Linked DNA regions of Ovis aries: region 1 is linked to region 2. Evidence: chromatin contacts called from public Hi-C data. All regions are on one chromosome and are shown on one strand. Each heading gives the region's core, a stretch centred on a gene start, on an enhancer-like site or on the middle of the called end of the contact. The rest is flanking DNA. Distances are from core to core; before and after follow the strand shown. Region 1 overlaps THOC1 (THO complex subunit 1). Region 2 holds the start of USP14 (ubiquitin specific peptidase 14).

Region 1 (4,487 bases), core at 924-3,423, 39 kb after region 2:
ACCATGCCCCTGAACATTGCTAACTGACTTACACATATATAATTAACAAAAATATTCTGGCCATTTCCCCAACTTCTCCCCCTAAACCCTGAGGTCAGTCATCAAGAGCCAACAAACATTCTGTTGTTCGTGGAGCACCAGCCAACTGTACAACTGTTATAAAAATGTTTATTGTTTACCAAAACCAGTGGACCTCTTATCAAATGCTGCTTGGTAACAAAACCTTATCACAGTTTTAATAATAATAATAAAAGGACGAAGCTAACTGTTTGTCTCATTGTCATTAGTTAGACTTTCTGCAAGGTCACTTAGCCCAGACTTGTTGAGCGCGTTGATCAGGTTCTCGGGCGTTGCGTGCACTCCCTCTTGGTCCTGCCAGGCCACGAGCAGCTGTTTGGCTCTCATCTTCATGTCTTCGCTGTCGCACTCGATCTGTCTAATTTCTGAGTCTTTCATTTCCAAGTAAGGAGCCAGGACCTTCCACTGTTCACCCAGTTTGTTGGCAAATACCTCTATTTGGTCCCCTGTTACAGGTTTGTCTCGACGAACATCAGGACCTAGAAAACACAGGGGAAGTAATTACGAACAAAATGCGAGGATGTGTATGAGTCAAAGCCCATAATGGGACACGGGGCCACTCAGACTTCAGTAAGCTTGATTTTAAAAGTAGAACAGTTCCTTTTTATATTTCCCCTGGTTGAATTCTTATGATCATTAGGGATGTAAAACTAAAGCTGTTGCCTGTGTTATAATCATGAAGGTGCCTGTGTTATAATCATGAAGGTTTCCCCTGAAACCAGCAGCCCCCAATCTGAACCCCGAGAATTAAGAAGTATGAGGTGCATTCAAATGTAAGTGCTCTCCTTCCCAACACTTAATATTATTGTATAAAATGCACTATTGGAAAAGTTGTTATCAAGCAATGCTTTAGATTCCTCACTATAAGAAACAGAGCTGAGATAAACAGAAGTTGAGAAGTAGATCAAATAACGTACCTCTCAACAAAGAACCCCAATCTTTTCCAATTTTGTAAAATAGCCAAGAAAATTCAATTCTTACTTTCATTTTCCTTCAGTAAAGCATCATTATCTTCCTCATCTTCATCCTCACCTGTTTTTATTTCTTCAGAAGGAGGCTACAATGAGTAAAAGGAATGTCTTAGAGTACCAACTTCTAAAATCAGAGAAGTGCGGGTAGTTTGATCTTAGATAAGAGATTGCAGTTAAATGTTAAACATGAACATCAGGTAAGGATCACAGTGGGACAGTGTTAACCTGGAGAAGGAAGGACGGGGACAACCAGAGGTTGGAAGGACCCCCTTCACCCCAGCCTGGGAAGAAGGGAGCCAGTAGGAAGCCTGGTGCGATGACTTGCACGTGCCCAGCACATACGTGGTAACAACAATCTAGGGCAGACCGGGGACCAACCATGTGCTTGACAACATGCTCTGAGTAACTGTTGGTTGCTTGCATACAGTATAGTTATTGCCATATTGTATTAGAAAAGAGAACAGAGTAGGAAGATAGACCAAGTTGCCTACCCCCACCCCATGGGCCCTGCCTGTGATAAAGTAGGATGCATTGACCAACAGGAAGAGTAACCAAAGTATAACAACTTAATACAGCACGTGAAGTTACTTCACCAGTTTATGTATTGATACTTCCTATAAATGAATACTCAAAGGCATTTCCTCATTCTGAAACAACGGGGTTTGTGGATCATATTTTTTCCACATGATCAAAGTGAAATTCAGCTCTTAGCTCAAACAGCAACAGTAGTTTTACAAAAGAAGAGAACACCAACTGAAGGATAAAACACTCATCACTCCTACTTACTGGTAATTCCTTGGCTAGCTTTATTACCATGTTTTCGAGATATTCTGGCAAACTTTTAAACTGCTGGTTGGTTGGCTGGAAGAAGTGAGGGCTTCTCCGTGCTAACAGTCTTAGGGCTCTCCAACCATAATTTGAGTTGTTCACAGCCCTGTAAAAAGAGACATCAATCTTGTGATTTATATAGTTATTTATAATTTTTATATTCTCTTCTAGTTAATGTACTTAGTTCACCAGAAGAAACTCTACACTCAGATCAGTAGCTGAAGGCACCATTCTTCTCACACTGACCGTAGCCCTAAAGAACCTTTCAGCATGCAGTTCACTTACAAATAGAAACCAGCAGAGTCCAAAGGGGCAGGTTCATAGGCAGCAAATGCATTTTAAAAGTTTACAGACATTTAAAGGTCAATTAGTAGGCGTCCAGGACTGGCCAGATGCTGTGTGTGCAGGACAGATGCCATCTGCCTCACCACTTACAAAGACAGTCAGAGGCTCACTGAGTTTCTATCCTCACTGGCAGTGCTGCCTGCAGCTGTGAGCTTCAGAATGTTTTATAAACCCAACAGATTTCACCCTGTAATGTACTATCTGCTTTTTAAAGAAATTTATATAACGTTCAAACTTTCATTTGCTCAGTATCAACCTTGGTGGATAGGACACAGCCAGTAGTCTAGACCGTAAACACCGACACCAAGAACAGAATCTGCCAGATGCTCCACTGTGGCAGTAACAGGTGGTACACAGTATGGCAAGAAAGACTAGAGATCCTGTTCCAGAAATCGGTGAGCCACAGAGAATCCAGAGCACAGATCTGTTCCATTTAAAAGTTTCTGCAAGTGATCTGGATGCCCCCACGAGGTCAGTGGCTGTTGGACATACCGTGAACTGAAGGGGAACAGGGAAAGGAGGTGACAGACAGGTTCTAAGGGGATCTTTCCACTTCTGACAGAAAGCATTCTAAGTTGCTTGTTTGTCAAAATGGGAATGGTCGTTGAAATCAGGACATGGAGTAACGTGAAGCTGGAAGATAACCTCATCTAAGCGAAAAGTACTACTTGTATCAGTGGTCTTCCTTAGTGTTCTGGTATATATGCGGTGCTTAAGATAGAGGAAATCAGCTCATGAGAAACATTACTTACTTGTATTCACTTTCGACCATGTTTTCAGGGTCTGCCTGTTCAATGGCTTCTTCGAAGAATTCCTCCAAAGTTGGCATGTATTCCCTGGGTGTTAAAATAACCAGTGAAGATCATGTATGTGCTTAATACTCATAAAATGGAGGCAATAAAGATTCTAGTATTAACCACACTGATTTACAACTGGATTACTTAGGAACTCAGATTTTTAAGGAGGTGATGCAAAACTGAACTTCTCAAGGGGACAGTGGAGGGCAGTGTAGTGCCCCTGGCCCCGGTTATATACAGTCTAGCCTGGAGGGGAACACACAGCGCTGTGTGCTGCCATGTACAGCAGCGCTGCCGCAGAGGGCGGCCCGGGGCTTGAGAGCAGTTAAATTTGACCAGCAAGCAGGAGGTTTTCACATCCATGGGTAATTTTTTTAAAAACCAGAACCAAACTGAAATGAGACCCAGACAATATGGTTTCACACTGAGTTTAGTTTAGATTGTTACCGTGGTGGCATGATTGATTTTTAACTGCATCTTTCTTCAATTTGTCTTTAGAAGTAAAATTTGATACACGCAAGCAGGCTAAAAGGTCTCTCCAAAGAGACTTAAATTTTGTCATACTGAAATGACAACTGGCTGTGTTTTCTTTTTTAAAAAAGACATCAAATCTTTATCCAATTTTTAAAGGTTATTTTCCATCTACAGTTATTACAAAACATTAGCTATATTCTCTGTGTTGTACAAAATGGCTATAATTTCTTGTTGCTAGAAGAGTTACTTGTTTTTTTCAAATTGCCTGGTCCTTTTTGAGACTGTCATGTTCCTTTTAGTTGCTTATTCTACCTGTTGATTCTTAGTCATGGTTTTAGGTTTGGATGGTGCGCTTATCTTTAGACTTATCTGTAGAATCCCTGAGTGAATTAGGTAGAAGATGTGATCTCCCCCTCTCGCTAGAAAAAGCTTTCTGCCAGCCGCCTGGGAGTTTTTAGTTCACCCTCTTAGCTTAGGTTGTTCTTTCACACTGCTGCGGGCAGTATAAGTTTAAACTCTTAGAGGCCACATAACAGCAGATATGGTTATAATTCCTCAGGGAATACCTTTTTCTTTTTGCCCACATCTCAGGTGGGAGTGGATAAGCTCCTTGCTTCCTGTGCCAGTGAGCAAGTCCCTCTTCCTTCCGCATGGCCCTTTTTTTAACAGAGTGTGTTGAGGGCCTCAGCTTTACCCAGGGGCACTCAGTGACCAGTCTACAGGCTTGAAGCCATACTTTCTGTGCTCTGTTGCTATAAAACCCACGTTCTTTGGTTCCCAAAGTGGGACTCAACCTGCACTGCTCCCCAGCTACAAGTAACCAACCTGTAGTTCTTACTCCGATTTTTCATTCTCCCTTTTGTGAATTCTTCTTTCTTGTGATTTCTACAATTATTTTATCAGCACCTCTAGGTGTTCTACGGAAAGCTATATTATGCTGAGCAGAAGTCAACCACAATAAATTTTAAAATTTCTTTTGAGCTCTGCTTATAGC
Region 2 (4,229 bases), core at 1,642-4,141:
CCATTGTCGAGTCTACAAGTAATATATGCTGAAGAGGGTATGGAGAAAAGAGAACTCGCCTGCACTGTTGGTGGAAATGTAAATTGGTGCAGCCACTATGGAAAATAGTGTGGAGTTTCCTTAAAAAGCTAAAAATAGTTACAATATGATCCTGCAATCCCATTCCTGGAAATAAGTCTGGAGAAAAGTAATTGAAAAGATACATGCACCCCAATGTTGATTGTAGCACTATTTATAGTAGCCAAGACATGGAAGCAACCTAAATGCCCCATCAACAGATGAATGGGAAAGGATGGAGGGGTTCTATATACACAATGTATTCCATACCTTCCCATTTAGCCATAAAAATGAATAAAATAATGTAATTTACAGCAACATGGATGGACCTAGAGATGATTACACTAAGACAAAGATAAATATCATATATGTGGAATCTTAAAAAATGGTACAAGTGAGCTTATTTACAAAACAGAAATAGGCTCACAGATACAGAAAACAAACTTACTGTTACCAAAGGGGAAATTGGGGCAAGGGATAGTTTAGTTTGAGATTAACAGACACTACTATATATAACTTATATGCAAAGTACATCATGAGAAACACTGGGCTGGAAGAAGTACAAGCTGGAATCAAGATTGCTGGGAGAAATATCAGTAACCTCAGATATGCAGATGATACCACCCTTATGGCAGAAAGTGAAGAACTACTAAAAAGCCTCTTGATGAAAGTGAAAGAGGAGAGTGAAAAAGTTGGCTTAAAGCTCAATATTCAGAAAACGAAGATGATAGCATCTGGTCCCATCACTTCATGGCAAATAGATGGGGAAACAGTGGAAACAGTGTCAGACTTTATTTTTGGGGGCTCCAAAATCACTGCAGATGGTGACTGCAGCCATGAAATTCAAAGACGCTTACTCCTTGGAAGGACAGTTATGACCAACCTAGATAGTATATTCAAAAGGCTATATTTTTAATATAGTCAAGGCTATATTTTTCCAGTGGTCATGTATGGATGTGAGAGTTGGGCTGTGAAGAAGGCTGAGCGCCGAAGAATTGATGCTTTTGAACTGTGGTGTTGAGAAGACTCTTGAGAGTCCCTTGGACTGCAAGGAGATCCAACCAGTCCATTCTAAAGATCAGTCCTGGGTGTTCATTGGAAAGACTGATGCTGAAGCTGAAACTCCAATACTTTGGCCACCTCATGCAGAGTTGATTCATTGGAAAAGACCCTGATGCTGGGAGGGATTGGGAGCAGGAGGAGAAGGGGACGACAGAGAATGAGATGGCTGGATGGCATCACCAACTCGATGGACATGAGTTTGGGTAAACTCCAGGAGTTGGTGATGGACAGGGAGGCCTAGTGTGCTGGGATTCATGGGGTCACAAAGAGTCGGACACGACTGAGCGACTGAACTGACTATATATAAAATAGATAAACAAGGACCAACTGTATAGAATAGGAAAGTATATTAAGAATATTGTAATAACCTATACCGAAAAAGACCGATTCTGGGAAAGATTGAGCGCAGGAAGAGAAGGGGACGACAGAGGATGAGATGGTTGGATGGCATCACCGACTCGATGGACATGGGTTTGGGTGGACTCCGGGAGCTGGTGATGGACAGGGAGGCCTGGCGTGCTGCGGGTTCATGGGGTCGTAGAGTGGGACACGACTGAGTGACTGAACTGAACTGATTCTGAAAAAGAATCTATATATACTACATAGAATTTTTTGTATATATATATATATGTTTGTTGTACATCTGAAAGGAATGCAACATTGTAACTCAACTATACTCCAATTAAAAAAAAATCTGAACCTATGATGACTTAATATTACACGTTACTTTAAATAATGTTCTACAGCATCTTCGTGTCCTTTTGGTCACATTTTGGGTCTTAAATAGTGAAATAGTGAAGGGTGAATAAGACTCCTGATGTAGACTGATGAAATCACTCTCCAACTGGGTTGAAATATGGCCCATTTTAGTTTTGAGACTGCCACAATCCCAGCTCCTCTTTTGCAGTATAAAGGATCATTATAAAACCTCTACAGGAAACACATTTAATTTGGACCTCTTCGAAATTCCTTCGTTCATTTATAGGTTCTATTTCCTCTATAGCTCATCTAGAATGAAACTGATTTCAGCCATGACAACTTGAGTTTGAAGAGGCCTCAGAAACCGTCCTGGAGAAGGAAACAGCAACCCATTCCAGTATCCTTGCGTGGGATTTCACGGACAAAGGAATCTGGCGGGCTACATTCTAGGTGGGGTCGCAAAAGGGTCAGAGGGGACTGAGCAACCAAATAACAACAGGAACCTTCCAGTCTCATTTCCTCCTTTTCCAGGCTGGGGAAAGAGGTTGAGGACAATTAAGTGGAGGCTGCGAGTAAGTCTTCTGCGGGGCAGTCAGGGGCGCTGTGTCTGTTCCTTTACTAGATCCAACCTAGAGTCCCAACAGGTGTTAGAAACAACAGTAACACGTTAACACCAAGACAAGCCTATATGAAATACCCTCCAAGTACCTTGATGTTAATTTTTGTGCAAAATCCTGAAAGGGAGGGCTAGACATTTTCACTAATAAGGAGACCAAGTTGAGGAGCTGGGCAAGGGTTTTCACCCAGCTCCTTTAGTAGAAAGAATAAAGCCGCAGCTTGGATCGCCCCGCCATTTGGAAACAGGGGTGGAAGACTCTTTAGAGAGGCTGCCGCAGGGACACCAAGTCCCCCCCGGCTCCCTCTGCGGCCCGGCGGGGCGGGGCGGAGCCCGAGCCGGTGGGCGCAGGCGGGGCGCAGTGCGCAGGCGCGCACCTGTGCGGCGCAGCAGCCGCGCGCGCCCCCTCTCCCGCCGCCCTGGCCGCTCTGATCTCTCCACCCGCAGGCCCCGCCTCGCTTCCTCCCCGCAATCGCCCGGTGGCTCGGCAGGAGGGCGGCGTGCTGCTGCGTCATCGCCAGGGGCCGGTTTGAATGAGTTTCTTGTCGCACCGTGTCTGCCGCAACCACCGCCACCGCCGCGCCTCCGCCTCGGCCGCCACCGCACCTCCTTCGCGCCCCCTTCCCTTTGCCGTCCTCGCTAGGCCCGGCCTTCCCGCGCCCCGCCATGCCGCTCTACTCCGGTGAGCCCCTCCTCGCCGCGCGCCCGCAGTCCCGCCCGGAGCTAGGCCGCTGGGTAGGCCCGGCCTGCGGGGCGGACTCCCGGCCGAGCACTGGGTGGGACGACCGCGGCGCCGAGGGACCCCGTGCCCTTTCCTCTCGCCTCGCGAGTTCCGGGCCTTGCGGCGCGAGGCGAGCCCGGGGCCCCCGGCGCCGCCGGGTGGGTGGGGTGGGCGCGGGGGGCGAGGTGGGGAAGCAGCTCGCGTCGGCCCCCTCCGAGTGGTGACTCTGCAGAATAGTTTGTGTCGCTGTCCTCGCGTGCGGGGTGGAGTGAGGGTGGACCAGGCTGGAGGTGCGGTGGCATTTTCCAGGCTTCTCGAGTGGTAGCCGCGGGAGGGAGGCGGCCAGGAAGGGAAACCTGGGCCAGGGAGTGATGGAGGGGCCGGGGATGGGAGGTTAGCTTCCGACGTTCTTGCGATTTCCCTCGGCTTACTTTTTGCGGCCACCGCCCCTTTTGCATCGATTTCAGTTTTATCCCGAGGCAAATGGCGAACTTACCTTTTTGCTTCGTTTTTGTTTCATGAAACATTGTTTTGGGCTTCCACGGCCGAAGCACAGTGTTAGCTTTTGAGAGGTGAAGGAATACAAATATCCGCGGGCAGGGCATCATTTCATTTTGATTGGCGTTTGACAGTTTTTTGCCCCCCCTTTGGCGTGATGGTAGTCCAGTGTGTGAGGCAGGATCACGTTTTTACTGAAGTTTATAGACCTTGCTGTCTCCCAGTCTTGATTCAAAATGGCACCTAAAACCTGTGGTGGTTCCAGTTGGCTATGGGTGTGTGATTCATTGGTCATGATTGACACTCTTATCTTAATTCCTTTCGTGAACATTTAGCATTTTGACATCAAACAAAGGAATAATATTTAAAACTCGAGGTGGATTCTTGATATTCCAGGCTTTTGAATTAAATACTTTAATAATGATTTTTTGTTTTGGGGGGAGAAGTATGAAGTAGGAAAGCATAGCTTTATTGCTTTACCAGGCAAAAGGGGAACCACAGCGGAGTAATGTCCTCAAAACTCTTGTGTGCCTGAATGCTTTATTAATGATTGTTCAACCTCTTTCTGAAAGCCTT

The links. Hi-C and Micro-C count contacts between places; a contact is called where the count stands out from the background.
Region 1: a contact with region 2 is called in a Hi-C map of liver, with 2.6 times the contacts expected there. The contact joins the enhancer-like site here to the promoter of USP14 in region 2. A contact is called at or near these places in 3 of 16 Hi-C or Micro-C datasets (hypothalamus, liver and skin fibroblasts).

What each region holds. Positions count from the first base shown.
Region 1 is chr23:35,627,823-35,632,309 of ARS-UI_Ramb_v3.0, forward strand. THOC1 (THO complex subunit 1) reads right to left here. Exons shown (of 21, transcript XM_027961077.3): 18 at 2,975-3,058; 19 at 1,836-1,983; 20 at 1,060-1,135; 21 at 151-557. The coding sequence ends at 262. It overlaps USP14 (ubiquitin specific peptidase 14), which reads left to right. Exons shown (of 16, transcript XM_027961079.3): 16 at 1-265. Among named protein-coding and RNA genes, the nearest start is that of THOC1, 34 kb to the right of the region's middle. Within about 2 kb of position 2,174, at least 1 of the 54 cell types and tissues checked has an H3K27ac peak or open chromatin away from gene starts, as enhancers often do. A contact at or near this core is called in liver, where this site is marked.
Region 2 is chr23:35,588,022-35,592,250 of ARS-UI_Ramb_v3.0, forward strand. USP14 (ubiquitin specific peptidase 14) reads left to right here and starts at 2,892. Exons shown (of 16, transcript XM_027961079.3): 1 at 2,892-3,116. The coding sequence starts at 3,101. LOC132658500 (a long non-coding RNA gene) reads right to left here and starts at 3,894. Exons shown (of 2, transcript XR_009598215.1): 1 at 3,652-3,894.